Regions from separate parts of the Gossypium hirsutum genome. Here regions 1 and 2 are each linked to region 3. A link is a contact called in public Hi-C data. All regions are on one chromosome and are shown on one strand. Each heading gives the region's core, a stretch centred on a gene start, on an enhancer-like site or on the middle of the called end of the contact. The rest is flanking DNA. Distances are from core to core; before and after follow the strand shown.

Region 1 (2,850 bases), core at 259-2,758, 200 kb before region 3:
TGAAAAAAATCATTTGAACATACACTCCTAGCAGTAAAATCACTATTAAAAGAACCAAACCTAGTTTTTGGTAACTGTACTCTAGATATGGTTCTGAACTACTGATAATGTCATGTCTTTGTTTTAAAATCCGGATACCATATTGTATTAATTTATCTCTCAGAATGAGTTCTACTGTTAGGTCATGTGTGCTTTGTGTCCATTATCTATAATACAAACACTGGTTTTTCTGTATGCAGAAAGTCCTAAGTTATTCTCACGACTTGGAACTTTTTCCAGCACTGAAAGCAGAACTTAGCATGCGACAGCCACTCTGTATTCTTGGTGATTGAGCTGTAGCTGGCATGGTGATTTCAAGGTTTCAGTTAAATATTTGGACAGAGACTGCAGGTATGGCTTGTTAGTGAGCCCTTTGCTTGTATAGCATTGTGTTTAGGTGGTTTACTTGCTCTTTTGTTGCATCCTCATTTTAATGTGATGCTGTCATTTATATTTTATTACAGTCAGCATCTAGGCAGTTCCCATTAAAAGTTATATTCAGACATTCTTTAAAATTGCACATTGTTTTTGATTCCGTGTATTCCAATAGATAGCGAGGCAGTTTCCGTGTGTGTTTCATTGTTTTGGGATTATGACAAATCTTTGATGAAAGGGGAAGTCAATTGGGGCAACAACAGCTAGCAAAACAGGAGGGGTTCCCCCCCTTTCACATAAACCCAAGGGGGACAACCCTATGATCTTGTCTGAGACAAAGACACCTTTCCCTACAAACTCAAATCTTTATTTTCTTGTAGGACTTTATGATTTTCAAGGCGTTGGTTTTTCCATTACAATTGGCTGGCCCTTGTTCATAAAATTTGTAACCTATACTCTGTGGTGGAAACCCTAAACTCAACATGTCGTCTCCATCTCCCATTACAAGAGCCATTAGAGCAAGGGCTCTTTTTGTGGTCGAGTGACACCATCTTAAAAAGGATGTTCTTTTCACATGGAAGGTCTTCGGAGTTTTTGATATGATAAACAGTCATGATTGAGCAATTCCCCACAATTGGACCAAATTCTCATTGGTGCAAATCAAAGTTGATCAGCCTCATAATATTCTTTCCTCTTTAATTATTACTTTGTTTTCTAGTTATGATTGAACCTTATCTTAAGCATCGTTACTCGAGATTGAGATTGATGTATCGAGGAGAGTCAACTCAAAACTGTGAAAATGGTGAAGTTTCAGTCCAAGCCATAGGGTGCATAACATGACAAGTAATCTTTGTGTTTGTTATAATTGTGAAGATATAATTAAAAGTTAGAATTGGTCCTATCAATAGCCACATAAATAAGACTTCAGCATACATAAGTTATAAAGGAATCCAGGAAGTTGGGCCAAACAATTTTATTGTTGGTCCAGATAAGATAAGAATGAGGCCCAATCAAAAAAGATCTAGTCAAGACAGGTTGACCTGAGCTATACAAAGACTGTCCAAGATTTATTAAAGAGGTCGGGACGGGTAACTCGGATTTTGGACAGGTTTGACCGAGTCTACAAGGCATTATCAGTCACAGAGATCTTATGCATATAATGGTGGCTCACGCGTCTTGGCTCTCAGAAACCCTACCACATTGGTCGGTAAAGCTTGCTTTAACAACCATTCCCCACCACCCATTGTTAAGACCATGGTCCTAGATTCTTGTTCTTGGTTAAAGGTTTTTTGTGAACCTTTTAGGTCCAAAAATGGGTTGTGTGGGGTTTAAAGATTGGTAGCTTATCCACTTACTGTTACATCCAACCTAAGATTTAATCACAATCATTTGATTTAAAGCTAAGTATTTACACTAGGATGGCACTTCCCTTTGGACAAAGTTCATCTGAAACAAAGAAAAAAGTGTAAACAATGTGCTACATTTGACCAATTTAAGCCATGTGCTTTGGACTTTGAATTTGGCATTCGCTTGTTAAGGTTTTAGATTAGAGCCCCCCCCAGTCCCACCCCACTCGACAAGAAACAAAAGAAAAGGCATGATCACGGGCTGAAAGCAGTTCGAGAATAAGAGAAGGGATTATAAATGTTAAACACCGACTTGGGAGTTGATGAAGGCATTGAGAAGAGAAGTTGGGATGGTAGCATAGCATGCACGCATGGTTAGATGGACATATGGGGACGATTAGCACAAGGTGTGTGTGTTAGTGGGGTAGACGCAACAGCCCAATAAGTCCACCACCCACTTTGATTTTGAATTAATTAGCAATTCATTGTATCTTCTGTTTTGTTAAATAGTAAGGGACTAAATCGAATTATATAGTTAATTATGATTTTGAAAACAAAATATTTCCTAATTCAAACATAAAAAGAAATCAATTACTTGATCGGTAAAACAAGTCAGTATGGTGTGGGCCGGGAAACAAAAGTTCAGACTTTTTCAAGAAGATTCCCAATGGACCGACTTACTAGCCTATGAAGGACCCACCATTTGGCACTTATTGGTACCACATGACATACTATTGCTATTTGTAACATCTATAATAGAGCTGCTCATGGGCCGGGCCGGGCCGGGTTTGGGTCGGGCCCAGAAAAAATTTTAACCCGGCCCAAAATATGGGCCTAGAATTTTGTCCAGGCCCGGCCCGGGAAAAAATTCATAAGCCCGGGCCCGATCGGGCCCGGCCCGTTTTTAAATAAATATCAAAAATTTATTTTAAAAATTAAAAAAAATTATTTTAAAATTATTTTAAAATTAAAAAAAAATTAAAAATGTATTTTAAAATTAAAAAAATTTAAAAAAAGTATTTTAAAAGTATTTTAAAATTAAAAAAAATAAAAAAATAAAAATATTTATTATATTCGGGCCGGGCCGGGC
Region 2 (3,141 bases), core at 13-2,512, 140 kb after region 3:
AAGGGAATCATATTTGCAAATACACATATTGACCATCTAATATTAAAAAAAGTAATTATGTATTCTTCTAATTTCTTTGAACAAATCATTGATACGAAAGCACAACATTTTACTCCAAATTTATGAACCATTCTATCGATGTATACCAAAAGGGTAATGTTTTCACTTTGGGACTAATTATTTCATCATAAAAGTGAATGATGACACTATAACATCGTGCCAATGCTTCCTTAGGATTTCAACTTGTTGCTACACAACGGATCAATAAAATTCGAACCGTCTGATAAATTTTAAATGGAGTAAATTTTATTTTTCAAAAGGTAAATGTGGAATGGAATAGGGTAGATTGTTTTTTTCTTGGATGGTGGGTATGGAGTAAATATGGTAAATATGAAATTATCGTTTTATCTTTATATATATAATTATTAAAAGCGTAAAATTGTAATAATATTTTATAAAAAAATATATATTTTATGCTTAAATGTTTACTTAACTTTAACAGATTGAAAATATTAAAGATAATTAGCAAAATTTAAATTGAAGCGAAACAGGATGGGATGAGATAGATTCATCTAACATCCATGGAGGTGATATTGGTTTTTAAGATTATATATTCATATTGGAGTGGGATGGGTAGTGAAGCAGAACATGCCAACTGTAGAATGATGGTGAATTTAGTAATATTTACTTGTATAATTTAATTATTTTAGATAAATTTATATTAAATTTTTTAATTTGGATATTCTTTTAAAATTCTTTCAAGTTTGAATTATTTCTTTTTACTTTATTTTTCATTCCATGTTCCAAAAGAAAAATAAAAAAATTATTATAATTATCAAAACATAGTAGGGTTAATTTAGGATTTTGGGGTTTTTTTCTTTTAATATTTTCCCTGTCACTAAATTTCAAATTTTAGAATAAAGGAAATGCAGAAGTGGGGCATTTATTGTCTTGATTTGACAAGAATAATATTTTAATAGATGGGCATGGGTTCTTACACCAGCCATTGCAAAAGTGAAATCAACCCATGTAGTTATGATGATGTGATGAAGAAAAATGTGAAGGGTGGGCGGCTTACTCTACTCTTATCCTTTTGCTTTTAAGTGACTATACTTGTATAAACATGATGTAATTGGAGGGGAATCTACTCACTCATTATCACCTTCTAATTTGGCCTCATTATTTTGTACCATGATCATTTTTCAATAATGTATCATTCAATTCTTTCTATTTAAGTTTTGAATCTATAAAAAAAACACTTCAGCTTTTTAATATTCAACATTATATAAAAAGCACCCAAAGAAAATGCCAACAGCATAATAATATTATAAAGAATGCAGAAAAAATTGAAAAAAGTAGGGAGGAGAGAAAGCAACATTTATAGGCAGAGGCAGGACATAGTCATACACACCTTTGCAGATGCAATCTTCTCACCAAACCAAATGCTACCAAACCCACCTTACCTGTAATAAACTGAATCTGTTTTTTGGGTTCTTCACTTCTTCCTTTAAGGCTGCTACCATTTAGAAAGAGAGAAGCAATGATCGTGGCAACCCATCATACTATAGTTGTCCCTAACCTCAGTCCAATCTATGATAATAGGTATTGTTTACATAACTTCAACCTTTGTTCAAACCTATACTTTGATCTAAACCGGTTTTCATTGCATGCTTCATTTATTCCTTCTTCTCTGGCAATATCTCTGTTGAGTTCTTTCTCTTTTTTGTTTCTTTTCTTAAGGGGAGCTCTTCTTGAGTTAATGCATGTTTTCCAAGTTTGGGGTTGTGTTCTTGCTTGGTTGCCGAAATCAATTAGAGGAATTTTGTATCAAATTTCAAAGTTCCCTTTCTTCCTTCTTCTTCTTGTTATTTGGTGTTTCGATTCTCCCTATGATTTGTTTCCGCATTGCCTGCACTAATGAATTGATTTAATTTGCTATGGGGAAGTGAAATTGTTTTTTGTTTCTTCCATTCAACTTTTACAGGGGTTGATAAAGAACTCTTTAGGGGTTGATCAACTGTTTGGATCTAATTTTGAGGTTAGTTAAAGTAAAATTTTAATATAAAATATATATATTTTTTGTTATCTAAACCTAGAGATATCATGGTAAAGTTGATAAGTTTGATAATAAAAGATGGATTCCTAATTTTAGCCTACCCGAATGTTGGACTGAATTAAGTGAAAAATTTTTGAGTTAATCGAGTTGACGAGCTTTATTTTATCATCTAACTCGATTTAAAATTTTTTTGAATTAAGTTGAGTGAAATGAAATTTGAGTCAAGTCAAATAGTGTGAAATTGTTCGAGTTAAATTAAAAAATTTAAAAAAAAAGATACTTTAGTATGATAAACTTGAATCATTAATTAACCTATATAGGTCCCAAAATTATTATTTTAGAAAAAAAATTAAAATTTTAACTTTCTTTATATATATTTTTAGAATTTTTTAAAAAAAATTAGAATTTTTATAAATATTTTGAATTTAAAAAATTATTTTGAATTTTTTTGTAAATTTTGTTGAGAGACCAATTTGCTCATTTTCAAAATTAATAGGGACCAAAAGGATATTTGCATCAATTTGTTATTCAAATTATTCATGTTATTCAAATTGTAAAATTCAAACTCGATTCGAATTTGAAACTAGAGTTATTTATTCAAATTTGTCAAATAACTCGAATTTATTTTTTATTTTCTAAATCAAATTTTACCCACCCATAAGTCTTAGCAAATAAAACATGATATCCGTCTATAATTTTTAGCTTGAGCTATCTGGGTCTAGAGGTGCTCATGGGTTGAGCCGGGCTGGGCTCAACTAAAAATTCAGGCTCATTTATTAGGCCCGGCCAAGCATAAAAAATGAGCCTAAAATTTTGCCTAAACTTGACCCGGATAAAAATGCTAAAACCCGGGCCCGACCCGGCTCGCCCTTATTAATTTTTTATATTATATATATATATAATACATCAAAAATACTAAAAACATTAAAATAAATATTTCCCAACAAATTGAAAATAAATTTTAAAAAATATGTAAACTTAAATAACACTAAGATAAATGTAACTTAACAAGTAAATGTCTCTAAAATAATAACAAAATTAACAAATGCCTTTAAAACAATAATAAAATTAACAATAAAATAAGT
Region 3 (3,059 bases), core at 370-2,869:
TAATTTTTTTCTATCTTATACTCTTCTTCGGTTATTCGTCGTTTTTAGTGAAGTTTTTCTTTACCCGTGGTTTTTTATCTTTGAGTTTTTTTATGTAAATATTTGTATCTAATTTTCTTTATTCATTCTTGTTTGTTGCTTAATTTGAATTTATCTCCAACAAATATCATTAAATCTATAATAAAAATAAATTTAGTCAATCATTTTATTAAACAAGAAATATTAATAAATATAAAGATCCAGAAGAGAGAACAAATTACATTAGTAGTTTAGTTTGCAACCCCTACTAGATTAAAAAATAAACTTTCAATTGTTTTTTTTCCGATAGGCATATTACCCACGATATCTAATTGATTCTAATTTTCCGATAGGATAATAATCCATATATCTCTATTATGACAAAATTTTTAATTGAATTAATTGGATTTATTAATCAAATTTCAATTTCATTAGGTAATTATTAAAATTTCGTTCTTTTTTTTATAAAATAATTTATATTATTATGATGTGATTTGATTTGAATAAAGGGCACATTAAATATTAAATATGTAATTTTATAATTTTAATTAAAATATCAATTGATTTTTATGTTATATATATTTCTATATAAAGATTAAACGCTTTGATTTAATGAGAATATTAAAATGATTATAAATCTCATTTATATTAATTAAAATTTTTAATTATATATTATCTTATTTTTAAAAGGTTTTGTTATGTACTTATGATCATTAACTCGAGAATCAGATAAGGTCCAGGTCGCCCACCCGTGATCTGGAAGTTTGTAAAGGAAGTTTGCGGTCTCAGTTTACACTCACTTGGTGCTCGCAAGGGGAGCTTGTTGTCTCTGCTCATATATATCTAAGGAGCTTGCATGTGGGGTCACGAAGTCTAGTAAACAACCTAGAATAGTACACATGTCCTGTATGCATAGAGTCTACTAAGAAAATTAATTTTATAAACACTAACCATGTATATAAATATTCGATTGTCCCATTTAATGAGACGCAACAAAAAAAATTTACTCATCAAGTTTATATATTTTTTATACTACAATTAAATTGATTAAAATGATTTGATTCTAATTAAAAAAAAGAAACAAATATTGAATAAATAGCCACATGATGATGGAATTTTTTTTAACAAATATATAGCGGAAATTAAACTTAAAAGATTTCGATTTTATTATTTCAAAAAAAAATTACATGAAAAATTGTACATAAACAGTGGATTAATCTTATTAATCTCTTACAAATTATAATATAAAATAAGCTTTAAGTAACTTAAGAAAAAAATGTTAAAAGTATTCTCGGCCTTCAGAGACCCCATAGTGACCATAAGTCGTAAAAGCACTGCTGGGAAAGTCAACAACAGATAAATGAAGCTCAAACGTGGGACATTACCCAACACTTGCATTGCCAACCATACCAGAAAACGGTGTCGTTCCCAATCCGAATGCGAGCTTTCTCTAGATCTTCTTCCTCCTCTGAAGTCTGATCCATAATCACAGCCGTCCGATTATAAGTGCGGTGATGATCTGATGAGGACAAGACAAAAAGGACAACCAACCCCACATGATAAAAGGGTTTTTTTTAACGAAAATAAATAAATAATGATTGAATTGATGGATCAACCTTTTTAAGCTCTTCATTACGTTCACAAACTTTCTACTCTTACTACTATACACAAACAAATTCACAATTTTTATTCCTTTTTTTAGAAAGATCTGAAAATAAACGAGAAAAACAAACAAAACAAAAAAAAACCTTGGAGCTTTGGCTTTTTTTGTTTTTGGCGTGTTACTCGCAAAGCACTTTTAGTTAAGATTCGTGTATTACTGTTGAAGTTGTGAAGAAATGTGTTTTGTTTTGAATTTGATTGACTGGATCCGTTTGATACGCTGGGGATGTAGCTTCCTCACTCTTGAATTTTGAGGTAACTGCTGCGAATGGCGGGAGAGTTTCAAGAGCCTTTCAACATTAGTTTTCTGGTAAATTTTCTTGCTCTTTCTTTCCTTTTGGTTAGGTGTTTGGAATTTCTATTATGTGTTTCATCAATGGAATTATATTTGTCAACTGGATAATTGTTGTAGTGCTTACTGAATATTGTGAAACCGGTTTATGTTTAGAAATGGTGGAATCTCAATTTGTTTTTAACTAATGAAATGATAATCTCACTTATGAAGTTTAAAACAAGAAAAAAAAATTGTAGTGGTTGGTTCACTTCATTTGCAAAACGAACTTACTTCATGTTCATAGTTTGTACATATATATCCCCTTTTGGATGACTCAAGTTCATTTACTTGCTATTTAGGTTTCAGTTTCTCTAGTCCATATCTCGATTAGTTCTAGTTTGATCATGATCACTGTTTCCTATCTCAATTTTTGATGATATTATTGAATAAAATGTCATGTATTCACAAAAACATACATAATGTATCTCAGACAAAGAAATGCAATTGTTCTTAGGAGATGGTATGTATGTTAGCCATTAGTTTTGACATTAACTTATAATTATAGTATTAGATATGTTAGTTATTCTTTTTCAAACTTCAAATTATCTATGGAACCACTTTTGTGTCATTAGAAATGTCTACTATATTATTTTTGAGAAGTTGAAAATCTACAGAAGATTGTCTTTAGCTATAATGGCTTACGGTATCTCAAGTACCTCTACCAATGGGTATTTAAGTGCTGGTGAATTTTGATCTTGCTAACCATTTTTATGAGTTTCTGATCCATGAACTGGATCATAAAATACGATTTACTTTATTCTCTGATAACTTGTCCACCTATTTGATTTATTCTAACTCCACATTCTTTTCAATCTTGGCAGACAGAATCTTTGCATTCTGGTTCTATATCATTTGGCAGATTTGAAAATGAGCCCTTAGCTTGGGAAAGGAGATCCTCTTTCTCACACAATAAATATCTTGAAGAGGTTGAGAAATTCTCGAAACCAGGTTTAGTTATAGAGAAGAAAGCTTACTTTGAAGCTCACTTCAGGAAGAAGGCACTTCTTCTCCAAGGTTCATCCGAGGGCCAAACTGGAGGTGAAGA

Evidence for each region. A called contact is a pair of places that touch in the nucleus more often than the background predicts.
Region 1: a Hi-C map of leaf shows a contact between it and region 3, with 3 times the contacts expected there. The contact joins the enhancer-like site here to the promoter of LOC107910037 in region 3. A contact is called at or near these places in 8 of 34 Hi-C or Micro-C datasets (callus, hypocotyl, leaf and 1 more).
Region 2: a Hi-C map of leaf shows a contact between it and region 3, with 2.0 times the contacts expected there. The contact joins the promoter of LOC107910033 here to the promoter of LOC107910037 in region 3. A contact is called at or near these places in 9 of 34 Hi-C or Micro-C datasets (anther, hypocotyl and leaf).

Annotation. Positions count from the first base shown.
Region 1 is chrD02:54,452,198-54,455,047 of Gossypium_hirsutum_v2.1, forward strand. LOC107909918 (ATP-dependent DNA helicase homolog RECG, chloroplastic) reads left to right here. Exons shown (of 19, transcript XR_001687402.2): 18 at 240-390; 19 at 795-1,045. Among protein-coding and RNA genes, the nearest start is that of LOC107909918, 15 kb to the left of the region's middle. Within about 2 kb of position 1,509, at least 8 of the 9 cell types and tissues checked have an H3K27ac peak or open chromatin away from gene starts, as enhancers often do. A contact at or near this core is called in hypocotyl and leaf, where this site is marked.
Region 2 is chrD02:54,797,505-54,800,645 of Gossypium_hirsutum_v2.1, forward strand. LOC107910033 (putative 1-phosphatidylinositol-3-phosphate 5-kinase FAB1C) reads left to right here and starts at 1,263. Exons shown (of 13, transcript XM_016837766.2): 1 at 1,263-1,602; 2 at 1,985-2,038.
Region 3 is chrD02:54,654,183-54,657,241 of Gossypium_hirsutum_v2.1, forward strand. It overlaps LOC107910037 (protein WVD2-like 7), which reads left to right and starts at 1,620. Exons shown (of 9, transcript XM_016837776.2): 1 at 1,620-1,990; 2 at 2,836-3,059. The coding sequence starts at 1,949.